Regions from separate parts of the Ovis aries genome. Here region 2 is linked to region 1. A link is a contact called in public Hi-C data. All regions are on one chromosome and are shown on one strand. The core of a region is the stretch at or near the end of the contact, and the rest is flanking DNA. Distances in the headings are between cores, read along the strand shown.

Region 1 (4,801 bases), core at 933-3,432:
TCTTCCATCAAAACAGAATTTCCTACTTTTCTCAGGTTTCCCTGGTGGTTCAGGGGTAAAGAATCCATCTGCCAATGCAGGAGATGTGGGTTTGATCCCTGGCTCGGGAAGATCACCTAGAGAAGGAAATGGCAACCCACTCCAGTATTCTCACCTGGTAAACCCCATGAACAGAGGAGCCTGGTGGGCTACAGTCCACAGGGAAACAGAGTCAGACTTAGGGACTGACTGAGGCACTGAGCATGCACTTTTCCTGGCGGGGGTGGAAGCAAAGATCTACTAACACTGGGCCATATTCTCACATGACAACAAGGGCTGGGGCTGAGTAGGGGCAGCCCCGTGGGGGACCTAACCCTCCAACCCAACACCAGTGCCGCCAGCTCACTTCCCTCGTGTATATGGCTGCCCGGCCACTGTAGGCTGGTAAGTGAGCACTGCACAAAGCCAGGTGTTGTGAGACACAGCCGCTGAGCCTTCACCAGTTTCTACAATTCTGCCAAGTTTTCACTGGGTTGTAAGATTTTTGGTACCACTTCCCTGTTACCTGGGGGATCCATGAAGGACATTTCATTGACAGCAGAAATGTGGAACCAGCCCTCTTGGGCAAGCATGCGTGATGCTCCCCCAAGCTCTTCTCCACCTCCTGGGTGCATCTGTCCCACCCTTTCAGATCTGGACTCCACCTGATCAAGTCACTCCCATCAGAAGCATCAGGGAAGTGATGCAGATACATGAGATCCCCAGCACCTCCTGGCCTCAGGAGCTCTTCCACCACCCAGGAGGCAGAAACCCTTGTCAAGCCAGGTGGGGAGGTTCAGTGGATGGTAGGGCTGGGGGACTTGCTGGCACTGACCCAAGGGCTACAACAGGGAGCACCTTGGTTTCAGGCTGAAGCCAGGAGTAAGACCATCTATGGGCTCCAGAGGATGGCCAGCATCTCCTGAAGTCCTAGCAGGGAAAGGAAAAGGCCAGTGCCTACCTCAAGAGAACCATGTTCTTACATTTGAGGGACCTGAAGGCCGTCCACCACGAATCCCAGGGCACACTCACAGCTGAATCACGACTCCACTACTTTGTGCTGTTGTCCAGTTGCTAAGTTGTGTCTGACTCTCTGTGACCCCATGGACTGCAGCACACCAGGCTTCCCTGTCCACCCTCTCCCAGAGTTCGCTCAAACTCATACCCACTGAGTCGATGATGCCATCCAACCAACTCATCTTCCGTCGCCCCCTCCTCCTCCTGCCCTCACTCTTTCCCAGCGTCACCACCTTTCTTCAGTGAGTCAGCTCTTTACATCAGGTGGCCAAAGGACTGGAGTCTCTTCAGCTACCTTGTAGGCCAAGAATAAACACTAAGCCTCACATCACTGGAGACGCAATATCTCATGTCTTTCTAAACACAGCCCCACCCGGATGGGCTCCAGGGGAGAACCTACAGGCAATTCCAGACTCTAGAGAGACAGCACAGAGTAAGACAAAAGCCTGCCCTCAGGAAGTAGACTCTGCACCCTCAGACTCGGCCAAGTGCCTTCCCCACCGCTGTCACTATCTTCAAGGCACTAACGTTCCCTGTGTCCACTGTGTCTCAGCTGGCATGTTAATGCATTTCACTCTCTTTATCACATTTTGGTGAGATTCCCTGGTGGCTCAGACAGTCAAGAATCCGCCTACAGTGCAGGAGACTTGGCTTCGATCCCTGGGTCAAGAAGATCCCCTGGGGAAGGGAAAGGCAACCCACTCCGGTACTCCTGCCTGGAGAATCCCACGGACTGTATACTCCATGGGGTCACAGAGACTCAGACACAGCTGAGCAACTGAACACAGACACGCCTCACATTTCTGTGTGACTATTACCTGCCTGTTTAACAAAGGAGAGAACTGAGGCTTAGGAAAGTCAAAGGAACACGCTCAAACTCATAGAAGGAACTAGAATTCAGGCCCAGGAAGTCTGACTCCTGAACCCATGCTGGAAATGCCCGTCAAGCCTTACTTCCTGATTTTCAGATAAGGAAGCTGAGCCTCAAGAAGTCTGTGCAAAAGAGCTCCCTCTCCCAAGCCCACTTTCTTCACCCCCTCCTGGTTACCCCCCTGAGAAGCCTGTATTTTCCTCCCTCCCCCACCCACAGGAGGGCCTCTCAACGCCCCGCCTCCCAAGGCTGGTATCTGAGGCTGGATGGTCCATCACTGTGGGCAGCCACCCTGTGCAGGCAGAGTCCTTACCAGCCTGCCTGGGCCCCACCCATCAGCTGTCAACAGCAACTTTATTTACCGTCAGACCTGCTGGGTGTTCGCCGCTGCTCGGCTTTTCCCTAGCTGCAGAGAGCAGTGTTCACTCTCCAGCCGTGGGGCTCGGGCTTCTCATTGTGGTGGCTTCTCTTGCTTCAGAGCACAGGCTCTAGGGCCCGTGGGCTCAGCAGTTGCAAAGCACAGGCTCAGTAGTTTCAGCAACACGAGCTTAGTTGCTCCGTGGCCTGTGGGATCTTCCTGGACCAGGGACCAAACCCATGTCTCCTGCATTGGCAGGCTGATTCTTTACCACTCAGCCATCAGGGAAGTCCGACAGCAACTTTAAAATCCTCTGCCCCGAAATCATGACATCAAAAAGTCTCCTTATAACTGCCCAAGGTCCCCTGGGAGGCAAAGTCGCCCCCAGCTGTGAGCTGCACTGGATACCAAGGCACAGCCCGGGACAGAAGAGACATGGGCTAGCAGAGGGGCCCGGGTTTGAGCCTGGCCTTAAATCCCAGCCCAGCCTCTGAGCATATGCCTCGGTCTCCTCCTTTGTAAGATAGAAGTAGCACTGTGTCTCCTTCTCAGGGCTCCTCCAGTAAATGGAACTGCTTATGCCAAGAATCTGGGCCAGAAGCCGGCTCCCAGGCAGGGCTTGACTGTGCTCAGCTGTCATTAGAGTAAGTCTGGTCATCTAGTTGAGACCCACCTCGCAGTGACCTGGAAAACCTCTCTGAAAACCAGGAGCAGGTTTTTTTCCCGCATCTACGGAGAAACACAATCATCAAAAACACCATTTTCCTTATGCCGTGGGAGGTGGCCGGCGGGGGAGGGGGAATATGACCAAGTGACTTCCTCTAAACCAAAAAGGAAGAAAGAGAAAACCACAAGCAGCTTGGCCTGGGAGTCCAATGTAAGCTTCCAGCTCGAGCCTAGAACCCAATGGCCCGTCACACAGCCTTCACACTGTGAGTCAGTCTGCACAAACTTGCACATAAGCACACACACACACACACACACACACACACACTCTCTCTGATGGCCCTAGTGTCGGAGCAGCATTGCAGTGACAGTCCCTGAGGATCATGAAACATCATAAACGCCGAATGCTCCATAATAGAATAAATAAAATACAAGAGACGCTAGAATCTTGCGCAGCTGGCAAATGATAAAAGAACAACTGTCAACATGAGAAAGTGCTCATAATAAAACTCAAAGTGAGGCAGACGAGATACAAAAATTATACAAGCAAAATAAAGACATATGCAGTATGATCAGTCTCTAAGTATTCCGGGGGCTCAGTCATAAGGAAACGGTAAAATGCTAACAGTGTAGACCTCGAGACGGCAAAAGAAGGGATTTCTATTTCTTTTTTAAACTCTCCTTGTTCCCTCGGTTCTATATCTACACCGGTCTTAGAGGCGGGAAAGCCCTGAGGGCTGGGGTCCCAGCTCTGCGGCTCCTGCTGCGCCTCCCTGTGCTGGGCGGTTAACTTTCCCAGTTAATGACACTCCTAATGAGAGAGCAGGATGCCTAACGTAGCTATTATTATGACTTTTCCAATTGGAGGGGAGAGTTAAGCCCTGGGAATAAAAAATGATGGGTCCTTACGGGTAAAAAGATGTCATCAGTTAATTAGATACCACCCCTGGGGGTGTTATATTAGTGCTGCAAAGAGAAATGTTCACCCGGCGCTTTTGCAAAATTCCCCTGAGTTACCAAGACTGACAAGGGAACCATTTGCTGAAAACCAGCCACTCTCATAAGCCATACTAAACACAGGGCCACGAGTATGGCCCCCGGAGGTTGCCCACTACAGCGCAGGGCCAGACTACACCTGGCTAATACATGTGTTTCTGGAAAAGCACGTGTAACGGGTGTTGCGAACAGCACCCTACTTATGATCTAACAGAAGGGAGCACTCTTCCACAGAACCAAAGAAATGGGATTTATCATCTGATTGCATCATCTGAAAAAAACATCTTTCCCAACGTTACTGTTCATTTGAGGTTTTAATAAGCGGGATTTCCTCAGTGTGAGGCATCTTGGCATACCACGTGCTCCCACGTTTCATGATCTCTGCAAATAGCTGCTCTGTGGTTTCAGGTGCAGCCTGGCACAGGTCGGCTTGGAGCGTCTGAGGATGGACGTGTGAACCCGCAGGAGCTACACCCGGAGGAGAAAAAATTGCATCGGACAAAACATGACAGGTTTGCCAGCTGTGTGTATGAAAATAAAGTCACGCGGGCTTGCATACACCCAGCACACCTGACCGGGGCGCCAATGAGACCTGCAGGGCAAGTGTGCAGGGGCGTATGGAGATCACAGGAGTGCTCCGTCAGGGCACGCCTGCCACGTGTCCTGGGGCCTGAGGGAGGCCCTTCTCGTTGTCACCCGGTTCTTTCCAGCGGAAAGTGCCCTGAACCTCAAAACTTCCACTAATCAAAGACTATGATTTTTTTCCCCACAAGCTACCAGCAAAGACAAAAGACTTTAAGGGGACTCCATAACAGGCCTCCAAGAGGCATGCAGGGTAATTTAAATTTCACTGGGGGACTTACCCGGTGGTCCAG
Region 2 (4,801 bases), core at 850-3,349, 52 kb before region 1:
TCTTAATCTCTTCTGCTTCTGATAGGTCCATACTATTTCTGTCCTTTATTGTGTCCATTCTTGCATGAAATGTTCCCTTGGCATCTCTGATTTTCTTGAAGAGGTCTCTAGTCTTTCTCATTGTACTGTTTTCCTCTATTTCTTTACATTGCTCATTTAAAGGCTTTCTGATCTCTCCTTGCTGTTCTCTAGAACTCTGCATTCAGTTGGGTATATCTTTCCCTTTCTCCTTTGCCTTTAGCTTCTCTTCTTTTCTCAGCTATTTGTAGGGCCTCCTGGAACAACCATTTCACCTTTTTGCATTTCTTTTTCTTTGGAAGGGTTCTGGGCACTGCTTCCTGTACAATGTTACAAACCCCCATCCATAGTTCTTTAGGCACTCTGTCTACCAGACCTAATCTCTTGAATCTATTAGTTACCTGCACTAATCATGAGGGACTTGATTCAGTCATACCTGAATGGCTTGCAAGGGCCCTTCTTCAACCTGGGCCCTCACCCACAGCTCAGTTCCAGGTAGGGAAAGAAGCAAGCATTCCACAGGCTCCATCTCATTTAACCCTCACACAAGTCAGTGAAAAAGGAATGATCATTCCCATTGTGCAGATGAGAACACTGAGGCCAGAGAATGCCTTAGGTCACAGAGCTCAGAAATTCCCTGGCTGGCTGTTACGAACCTGCCCCAGGCACAGGAGTGAGAAGTGCTTCACGGTGAAGGAAAAAAATGGCACTTTCCACTTGCTACCTTCCTCTGGGCAGAAATTAAACCAGATAAAGTGTGTAGAGCCAGCCCACGAGCAAGGGGCAGCTCTTGCTCACAGTCTTCTCCCTCTTGGCTTAAGGAGACCCAGCAGGGAGTGATGAATGAGCCCACCCTGTGGCAAGGACTCCGGGGACACCAGAAGTCACAGTCCTGGTGCTCAAACAGACAAAGAGGGCAGCGTTTGCATAAAAGACGGTGGGGGTTAACAGCCGCACCAGTCTCAATAGCTTGAAGGTGGAGACAACCCACAGTCCACTGGCAGATAAGGGGAATGTGTACACATGTGCAAGGGACACTGTTCAGCCTGAAGAAGGAAGGAAACTCTGATATATGCTACAATGAGGATGGATGCAAAACCATGACGCCAAATGAAGGAAGTCAGACACAGGAGCAAACAGACTGTGGCTCCATTTAAACAAAACGTCCAGAAGAGGGAAATCCACAGAAACAGAAGGCAGAACTAGCGGGTGCCAGGGGGCAGAAGATGGGAAGGGAGAGTGATTGCCCACAGGTACTGGCTTTTCTATGGGCGGACAAAAATGTTCTGAAACTATAATGGAGGTGGAGGTTACACAGCCTGGTCAGTGTACTAAATGTCACTGAACTGCAGACTTTATAATGGCTAATTTTACGTTATGTGAATATCATCCCAATTTAAACAACAAAAAAAAAGGTAGTGAGTAGGTGACTATGTATCATCAAGCTGAGCCACTGGGAAGGCGGAGCGGAAGGTTGCTTCTAGCAGGACGAGGTTGGGGAGGGAGGAGAAGAGGAAGGTAATAAATGGGAAGGTTTTAAAAGGTGGATTTGGACTGGGAGAAGGGGGAATGAACCTCCCTGAACCAGACATTAGGTAGCATGAGCTAGGCAGGGCTTCCCAGGCGGCGCTAGCGGTAAAGAACCCGCCTGCCAATGCAGGAGACCCGAGAGATGCGGGGTCAATCCCTGGGTCAGGAAGATCCCCTGGAGGAGGGCATGGCAGCCCAGTCCAGTACTCTTGCCTGGAGAATCCCATGGACAGAGGAGCCTGGCGGGCTACAGTCCATGGGATCTCAAAGAGTCGGAGTTGACTAAAGGAACTCAGCACACAAGCCACGCACACCGTGATCTGGCACTGCTAACCTCCAGAACTGGGAGAAAATAAAAAAGAAAACATGAGCTGAAGCGTCTGACCAGAAGCACAGTGGGGACCTCCACTTCCGGATGCATTCTGAGGATAAAAAGGAAGGAACTCAAGTTTACTTGGCACCCACAGCATGCCGGGCACTGAGCTGGGCTTGCTGTGGCCTTTGTCCGAGCACAGACTCATGGAATCTTGGCTAAGAGCCTGGGCTCTGGAACCAGACAGACCGCCTGGGTGAAGTCATTCAGGGCCACCACTTACTGGCAGTGTGACTTTGGGCAGGTAGCTTAACAGCTCTGTCCCTTGGTGTCCACATCTACGAACAGGGATGAAATGAAATAAAACGATCTCTTTAGCCACTATTACTACCATCATTACCTTGAATCTTCGGAGCAACTCTGCAAAGTATTTTATCTCTATTTTACAGATGACAACACCAAAGCTCAGACTCTACTGATATAACCAAATGGCAATTTGAAACACATCCTTTCCAAAGTGTATATATAGTTGAACAAGAACCCAGTTACAGAGGTGGGCACGGAGGCCCAGAGGCACTCAGGGGCTTACCCAGCCAGTGAGGCAGTACCAAAAACAACCCAGGTTTTGACCTCAGCCACTCCAGCCAAGACTCCCCAAAGCCTTCTCTCCTGGGAGGCAGACCTGGATACAGTACTCATAGCCCACCCACGTTCCTGCTTTCCCCCTGCAAAGTCGCCTGTACAGGTGGCCCAAGGCTTCTGCAGGCCCCCAAAACTGGGCTAACAGGGCCCAGAGAGTAGGGAGACTACACTCACTGTCCAAGGAGGAAGACATACCAACATACGAGAAAAGACTCTAAGACTGTCCTCAGTCTGCCAAGGACTTCCAGTTACCGAGCTACCCCAGGGACAGCAGACAATGGTCCACCCATTGGTCAACCAGATGGCCGAGCATTACCGACACCCAAGAACACCCAACACTGCCCAGCAGTCTTCTCCTGCTTCTTTTCTAAGGAGCAGACCCTCACTGTCCAGACGTCCAGCCTTTATCATCATCCCCCTGCCCCAGGGATGTGCTCTTCCTTCACAGCCTCCTCTGGTCACGCTGATGAGCCAAACCCTCTTTGGGAACCACCCCCAGTCCTGAAACTTTGGTTCCAGTCACAGGGGTCTTCCTCCACGCCCAGAGAAAACAAAACTGCTAATACCGCCCTCGGTACCATCCCAACTCAGCCAAAGCTACAGTCATCACACCAGTGGTCCACGTTGAACGCTGGATTCTCCTACCAAACACCTAAATCACAGGGATCTCACTAGCTACATTCATCTAAAATTTCTAAACGCCCCCCAGTTCCTCTCCAGGTAAACATTCCTCCTAGATACACACCAAAACAGACTTGTACATGTTCTCCTCCCCCTCTCCAAGTATTGGGTTGGAATGAACTTTTTGGCCAACCCAATACCTCTGTGACTGCCCCATTACACCTGTCTCCCAGTTCATAAACTCCCTCCCTTCATCCTTTGTGGGTACACTCAGTGGTCATGGCCTGACGATGCTTGGGTGTTGAATGCACCTGGACTTCCCACTTCCACACTGCGGCCACCCAAAAACAAACCTCATAACCCTCAGCCCAAACAGAAGACAGCACTGTCCTTGGGCTGAAACAAACCATTTCCCCTTTTCTATCTTGAAGCTCGCAGTGTACACACACACACACACACACACACACACACAAACACACACGTTTGTTTGCAGTATGTTTGTATCTCTGTCCTGTCCGTGTATCACCATGACGCTATCTACAATCTCTCATTTGAATATAAAAGCCCAATAGCTAAACTGAAGCTCTTTGTGCACAACCAGCCCTATCCCTTCACCCGCACACCTGGCTGCTTCTCTCCATCTCTCCCTTCAATGCATAGTGGAAAGTTAATACAGAACTGCTAGATTACCCCTCCTAAAACATGCCAGTGTTCATGGGGAGCCTGGCAGGGACAGATGACACGCTACCAGGGTAACTGAGGAGAGTTTCAAAGGGTCTGTTTACAAGGGTGTGATGGGAACCCAGCAAGGGCTGGGTGAGAGTTTTAGCAGCCGTGGGACCAAACAAGGGAAGGGGCTGAGGGGCCAGCCCAGCAGGAAGCTGCGGATCGAGGGCACTCATGGTATAGCCCAAGGAGGGCAGCCTCCTCCTGGCAGGCGGAGCCGGGTGGAGATGAGTGGGTGGGGAGGCAGGGGCCCGCAGCTGCACACAGACGGGCTGAAGCAGAGATCACGTCACCTCACCGCGGAGGTTCACCACTGTGAACCTGGCTGGCACGGCCCAGAGAGGTGATCAGGAGGCTGAGGTCCCACTGCCCCTGGCACTGTGAGCTCAGGGACCTGGCTGGGTCTCACCGAGCCATCCATTCCATCTGCTGAAAAGCCACAGACGGACACATGCGGTCCACAGCCCACGTCGGCATTCTCTGGGGCGCTAATGAAACCAGGTTGCTAAAGGCCCAACCTCATAGCCTTCCTCCTGCCTCAACAAACTCCAAAGAGGCTACCAGACAACTCTCTGGATGACCTTCTATGACCCCTCCAGCCCCAGGAGCTCCCCAGGCTCTGAGTCCCTTTCAGCCCCAGCCATTTGTGCCCTTTCCTGGAGCCCTGGCACGGCACCAGGCCCTGGGCTGCATGATACCAGGGCACATAAAGTGGTTCAGACTCACCAAGAGCCTCGGGCAGGAGCAACATCAAAGACGATGATGCAATGCCGAGAGGGGGCCAGGAGCCCCCCAGCTGGAGGGTAGGGGGTGCTGAGGGAGGGGAGACACAGAGGGAGGCACACAGGTGGCTTGAGAGTGATCCCACGCGGCAACTTCACGCTAGTGGAGTCGACTTCCAGTAATATGGACTAAGCCCTTAGCTACTGGCCAACAACTTCACTACAGGTA

What was found. A called contact is a pair of places that touch in the nucleus more often than the background predicts.
Region 2: a Hi-C map of blood shows a contact between it and region 1, with 3 times the contacts expected there. The contact joins two enhancer-like sites. A contact is called at or near these places in 7 of 16 Hi-C or Micro-C datasets (blood, hypothalamus, omental adipose tissue and 1 more).

The regions. Positions count from the first base shown.
Region 1 is chr15:76,675,277-76,680,077 of ARS-UI_Ramb_v3.0, reverse strand. The region is part of intron 1 of PTPRJ (protein tyrosine phosphatase receptor type J); the gene reads right to left. Among named protein-coding and RNA genes, the nearest start is that of PTPRJ, 63 kb to the right of the region's middle. Within about 2 kb of position 2,182, at least 13 of the 54 cell types and tissues checked have an H3K27ac peak or open chromatin away from gene starts, as enhancers often do.
Region 2 is chr15:76,727,234-76,732,034 of ARS-UI_Ramb_v3.0, reverse strand. The region is part of intron 1 of PTPRJ (protein tyrosine phosphatase receptor type J); the gene reads right to left. Among named protein-coding and RNA genes, the nearest start is that of PTPRJ, 120 kb to the right of the region's middle. Within about 2 kb of position 2,099, at least 17 of the 54 cell types and tissues checked have an H3K27ac peak or open chromatin away from gene starts, as enhancers often do.